2 separate regions of the Triticum aestivum genome follow, and region 2 is linked to region 1. Evidence: chromatin contacts called from public Hi-C data. All regions are on one chromosome and are shown on one strand. The core of a region is the stretch at or near the end of the contact, and the rest is flanking DNA. Distances in the headings are between cores, read along the strand shown.

What was found. Hi-C and Micro-C count contacts between places; a contact is called where the count stands out from the background.
Region 2: a contact with region 1 is called in a Hi-C map of leaf, with 6 times the contacts expected there. The contact joins the promoter of LOC123078421 here to the enhancer-like site in region 1. A contact is called at or near these places in 2 of 5 Hi-C or Micro-C datasets (both in leaf).

The regions. Positions count from the first base shown.
Region 1 is chr3D:278,349,803-278,353,094 of IWGSC CS RefSeq v2.1, reverse strand. No RefSeq gene overlaps it. Among protein-coding and RNA genes, the nearest start is that of LOC123078420, 150 kb to the left of the region's middle. Within about 2 kb of position 1,609, at least 1 of the 8 cell types and tissues checked has an H3K27ac peak or open chromatin away from gene starts, as enhancers often do. A contact at or near this core is called in leaf, where this site is marked.
Region 2 is chr3D:278,564,235-278,567,526 of IWGSC CS RefSeq v2.1, reverse strand. LOC123078421 reads right to left here and starts at 1,652. Exons shown (of 3, transcript XM_044500925.1): 1 at 1,298-1,652. The coding sequence starts at 1,550.

The DNA of each region.
Region 1 (3,292 bases), core at 360-2,859:
CTCCCGCGAATTGGGGAAACGTCACGGATGGGTGTGCTTGGCCCAGTCCGGCAAGGAGCTGGCTCGCATGAGCAAAGGGGGACAGGGGAGGAGCGGGCGACTGGGAAGTGTACTGACCAGTGCCCGGGAGCGGTGCCGGCGGGGTCGCCAGCACCTTCTCCCGGTGAAGAAATGTGTCGCCGTGGTCCCCTGACCCGTGTGGCTGCAAGACCGCCGCAGTGCCCGCGTCTAGGCTTGGACTGGGCGCGTTGGTCTCCTTGGCCGCCACACCAGACGCTGCCGCCGCACGCAGGCGTCCGTGCTGCAGATCCGCCACCGCATCGGCGAGCTGGTCGACGCGGCGCTCCAGATTGGACCGCCAGGCCGTCAGATCGTCCAGCTTGGCGGTGTTTGCGTGGATCGCCGCCGTGTTGCTGCGGAGTCCAGCCGAAATTCCTCCATGGAGCTTGTGATCTTGTCCATGTACTCCTTCATGGTCGGATCCATGGCCTCGATTTGAACCCGAGCTTGCCAAAGACGACGGGTTTCGATGAATTGCGCCAGATCGCGCGAGAGGAGGGTGGTGTTTGTTCTCTGATACCAAGTGTTAGGATAAGAGTGGAGGGATCGATCTATTGCCTCAAGTGTTTATCTCAATCTGATTACAAGCTGGATTACACGAATGGAGAGGAACGATAGGAAACTAGGGTTCTTGCCGCCGCCGCCGAGTCGTGATCCTCTGGATGCCTTGCTCCATCGGGTGGTCTTGGTTAAGTAGTGAGTGCGGCTGGGCTTCACCGAACCCAGTCAGGCCCATAGACTCGAGGGTTGGCCTTGGGCACGCGCTGGGGTCGGCCTCCTTCCGGCCCAGCTTGGCTGTCCTGCGGGTCCGGTATGTCAGTGGTGCTGACAACTGGCCGGTCCACGACTTCCACGTTAAAAAGGACGACGATCCTCCGCCCGTGTGAATGACAGTCAGGCCCCACCGCGCGTCGCATTAATTTTGGGCGGTTGAGGTAGGTGAACGGCCGCTACGCGTTCTCAAGGCGGGCGACGAGCAAGCGTGTGTCTGGCCGTTTGGGCGCAAACCAGGCGCATGTTTGCGCCGGAAATAGGACGGATCAAACGCTAAACTGACATAAAATACGGATGCGGCCTCGTGTTGGGCCGAGCCATCCCGTTTTGGCCCAAACGAACCAACGCGAAGAAGATGAAGTCGTGTGTTGGAGTTGCCCTTAGGGTACACTGACAAGATTGTAGCAAATCTCGTTGTTATCACGAACACAACGGGACACGTCGGCTGGCCAATGTGCCGCCTCGCTCCCTCCAATTATTTTCCATCGACCACTACTTCATCAAAAGCTTCCACCTATACGACAAGAGGAAGAAAAACGTCACTCTGCACCTGCTGCTAGCCACGCAGCCGCTACGGGATATAATCTTGAGTGACACGTTTGACTGATCACGAGAAAAGTACCGTGGGTGTGCCATGCTGTTTGGCAGGATAGGATAGGACGTCAATACCGTTTCGTTTGAATCTGGCACCGCCCGTTCCTTTCGGTAGCACCGCCCATTCCTTTCAGTAGTTTTTTTTTTCTTTTTGATGAGGATCGTTGCTTTCAGTAGTTTCCTTCTTCTCTGCGAATGGTTGCTTTCAGCAGTTACCGCGATTTGACCTCTGTGTGGAGTGCCGGACTCCAATAATGCAGGCCGGACCTCCTTCGATATCTTGGGCAAAGTTTTGTGGCCCGACTAGTAACGGCCAATCATTTAATTAGTATACTCACTCGGTCTTTTTTATTTGGCATATAAAAGTCGTAAATAACCATATTTATATAAAAAATATCAACATCTACAATACTAAAGTTATACAATATAAAAACCAAATTCATGACACATCTAATGATATTAATTTCATATTATGAATCTTGATTTTTCTTCTATAAAATTGATCAACTTTATGAACTTTGATCTCAGACAAATCTTGTATACAAAGTAAAAGGGAATATACCTCACACAAAAAAGTAAAAGAGAATAAAAACCGTCTATCAGAGATAATCAGGTGGTGGCAAAATAGGAGTATCAAATATGTGGACCAGTACCCAAAATAAGGTGGGACTAGTACCTATATTATTTTCTTTCTGTATTTATTACAGGTTAGGTCAGTGATTGCACAACACTATGTAGCTAGCACAATCAAAGCACTGTGCTGCTCGAATGGGACGGTCCACTGACATCAGCGTCGCCTCGAATCGACAATTCGATATATACGTTCACTCTATTCTGGATGATCCAAGTTAGGCTTGCCACGAATTCTATATCTCGCTTATAGCGAGACTAGCATTCATCTCGTATGAAGGGCTCGCGCATATAGGCTGATCTTTTAGCATTGTCGCTCGCTCGCTAGTTTAGTTGCTCGCTCATTTTTATGTATGGTTTTATCTGGTTCTTTTTCCTTTTTTCCTTATCGGTTTTCTTTTTTTCTTCATCGGTTTTCTTTGGTTTTCACTTTTTCATCAATTTTCTCGTTTACTTCACAGTTTTTATTAGTTTTTTCTTCATCTTTTTTGGTGCTACTTTTTTTTGTTTCCTTTGTTTTTTGTGGTTCCTTTTCTTTTTGTATAGCTTTTCTTTGTTTCCATTGTGCATTTTTCATATACACCAGCAACAATTTTTATGTATGCGTTTAATATTTTTCAAATACATGATTAAGACTTTTCACAACTTATATTTTTTATGTCTATTTTCTCGTGCACACTGTACATTTTATGTGTACACTAGGAACATTTTTTCTATATACGTTTAACATGCATAAAATAGATAATGAATATTTTAAACATATATTTTTATGTTCACTTTTTCTATCAACATTGTAAATTTTTTGTATACATCGGGCACATTTTATGTATACAAATTTAACCTTTTTTCTATTCCTGATTAAAAAATTTAAACACATTTTTTATGTGTATTTTACACATTCCAATTTTTTTATATACATCAGAAACATTTTTATACACACATTTAACATTGTCCAAATACATGATTAACATTTTCGAAAACTTATTATGTCTACTTTTTTCCATACAAATGGTACATTTTTTATACATTTTTCGTATACATTGGAAAAAAAATTATAAGCATTTAACAATTTTTTCATGAATGATTGAAAAAAACTAAAACACAATTGAAAACTTATTTTCTTAATTTATATTTTTTCATACGCGTTTTACAGTTTTTGTATTCATCAGAAACATATTTCTATATGCATTTACATTTTTAATGCAAGATTAACGTTTTTCAAATTTTGTATGTA
Region 2 (3,292 bases), core at 403-2,902, 210 kb before region 1:
CAAAAATAACAAAAGATCAGCACACTATGTGCTCCATTCAGTCAAACTATTCGTAATAGCAAAAAACAGGAGTATTTCTCAAGTATCTCTGAGCATTTTAGATTCCAGGGAATCCAAGCCTTCCTAAATCACATGTCCACGTGTTGAGGAATTTTCAAAATTCATGAAGTCTTTATTATAATATGGTTTGCTGAACAGTGTTCATGGTTCCACGTGCTCCATAAACAGATGAAATCTACAAAACAGTGATCCATAAAATTTATGTTCTGTTACCCTGGTTGATATCCAAGCATAAAAAGACAAGTTGGAAATTTAAAACAATGTATAATGCATTCCTATGCTCGCATGATTCTCTACAAAACAGTGATTGCAAACTTTTTGTGAGTGAGGTACATAACTGAACAAATATAAGAAACATCACTACATCGAAAGCAAGCAACTTTGCAAGAAATGAATTGATTAAACTCTGTCATTTGTAGCTTGAGAAAATGTGAACCAAACCTACAAAACATTGGCAGTGTACTGAAAATGGTTCCAGTAAACCGTATATTTAACCATATAAAAGGAATAGATAAAGCTATGAGTCACTCTACTCGCTTGTTAAGCTGGGTAGGTCGTATGATAGCTACTAGGTGGGTGACGGCTAAGTACTGGTTATTTTAGGCACCAAACCTTTATTTGTATCAGTGAGCCAGATCAAACAGGACACAATTCCTAAACTAATCAGCAATTTACTCCAATTATCATGCACCGGAGATGTCTGCTAAGCTTAGCGAGCCAGATCAAACAGGACACAATTCCTCAACTTATCAGCAATTTACTCAAATTATCATGCGCCGGAGATGTCTGCTAAGTGTATAATAAACATATCAAATAACCACCAACACCTCATACCACGAGTCGAGGCACTTGGTATTAAAAAAATGAATAGAGGCACTAATGACATAATGGGACTGCAGAACACTAAGCTGCTCGTGCACCAAATCAACCAAGTAAATCAGACAATCAATGTGAAGTAGGATTTCCGAAGCAATCCTATCAGTTCTTTCAACCACCCCCACAGCCCCAGACAAGTGCTAGTGTCAAAATTAACTTTCTAGCTCGCAAGAGACTTATGAGGAGTTCCGCAATCTGTAGACAGCGAGTTGTATGCAACATTTCCCCACTTTATACATCTCTCATTCACCATTTATCCAACAACGGTACAGCTAAAGGCCAACGATCCAAATGTCTGATGCAGCGAAATATTCTAGAAAGCTTAAGGGGAAAGTGGGGTAGAGCATGCGAGAGGTCATACCATCGTCAATGAGGAACCGGAGAGAGGGGAGGCCGCAGGGGAAGGAGATCTCCCCGGGGAGCGAATTTAGTCTCGCGACCACCTCCGCCTCGTGTGCGTCCACCGACGCCGGCGGCGGCGGGACGTGCGGCTGGATCCTATGGAGCAGCGACGGAAGAGGAGGTCCGGTCCGCAGAAGAGACGGAGGCGGGGAGGCGAGGAGGCGGCCGAGGAGGGAGGAGCCAGCCCGCGCTAGGATTTTCGCCGACGCCATCGCCGTGATCCACTTCGTCCTGGACCTTCTTAAACCCTAGCTTCCACTTCCGCCTTCCAAAGCAGCTTGACCTATGGTGAGAGATGGTCTCACGACAAATGGGCCTGGTGGTCAGGATTAGAGCCCCTAGTAGATGGGCCCAAGCTAACCCAGAAAAGAGGGCTAACCACAACTGTGGCTCTCTTTGCCTAAAAAACAAACAAACTGTGGCTCTCCTTTCTTGTGTGCATATCGAGCTCCCTCCTCTCCGATTTAGGTCATGCGCATACCTTTAGGTCATCAATTTTATACAAATCTAATATGAATTAGGTATTACAAAAGGTATATCATTATTAGAAAATATTATTTTTGAAGTTTGTAATGGTATATTTTTTATAATATATGACTGTATTCAAATTATCAATCTAGGAATGCACATGGATCTAATAAATCATAAAAAGGTAGTAATCCTTAAGCGACATATTATCACATAGTGCTAGGTGGGCCGTGTCTCTGTAGCGACGCCTCACTCACCGTGAAGTTCAAAAAAACCAGCAGATTCTGGCTCCAATAGCTTTTTTCTTTCAAATTTGAATCAATTCATGAATTATCACAGGCTCGCTTGTATGTTCGAAAAATCTAGGACATGGTCTGAACAAATCCGTCAATCCAAAAAATGTGCACAATACAAACAAATCATGGATTTTCTTTCAATATTCACCCTTTTCCCATAAAAAATAAAAATTTTCCAGGATTTAAGAAATGTACACAAGTTTAAAAATATAATCATGAATTAAAATATCTTTGTGAATTTGAAAAAAAATTATGAATATAAAAAACTTTGTATTTTTAAAAAATATATGAATTTTAAAAATATCAACGGATTTAATTTTGTTCTTTTTAATTCAGGTATTGCTCATGGATATTAAAATGCATGGGCTTTAAAAGTGTTAGCGAATCAAAAATACTATTTTATTAGAATGTAAAAGAAGAATTTTCAAAAATAAGAATACTAAAAAGAGAAGAAACTATTGGAAGATAAAAGAAACATAAAAACAAAAAGAACAAAATAAAATAAAAATAAAAATTGGTAGAACCAAATATGCGATGTGTACCCCCAAGCTACCAAGTTGGGCAAGGCCCAGTCCAGGTTTTACATCTAACGGAATATCTTTCGCTGTGAGCACTAAGTAGGATATTCTTTGAGAATCTCCCTACCTCCCTCCCTATGCTAACCGGTGTTAGAAGTGACTTGCCCAGCAGCGTAGCCTTCAGCGAAATCACTAATTAACGAGCATTCTTTTCAAAGGTCACTCCCACCTTCTTAGGTTGCGACAAGTGGCACATTGCATGTGCACTATTTGTCGTAACATGAGAGTTTTTCTTTTTTTCGTAGATCCGTTTATTCAAAACGTTTTATCTCTTAAATCGCCCGTCCAAATCTCGAGTTGTTTTCACCATTAGATTCCTCGCGTCGAGATCTTCAAAACTAGATCCCATGTTGATAGGTTTTGACGAACTTTTTTTTAGGAAAAAAGAGACGAAAAAACCGAACCAGGAGCACTTTTTTTCTCCTTTCCGAACGTATTTATAATTTTTGATTGTTTCATACTATTATAATATCAATCTCGTATTCTTTATATGCAATTTTATATTATTTTTGGAACTAACCTATTAACTCAGAGCCTAGTATCAATTCTTGTTTTTTTGCCTATTTCTTTGTTTCGCAGAAAAATCATACCAAACGAAATCCAAACACGATG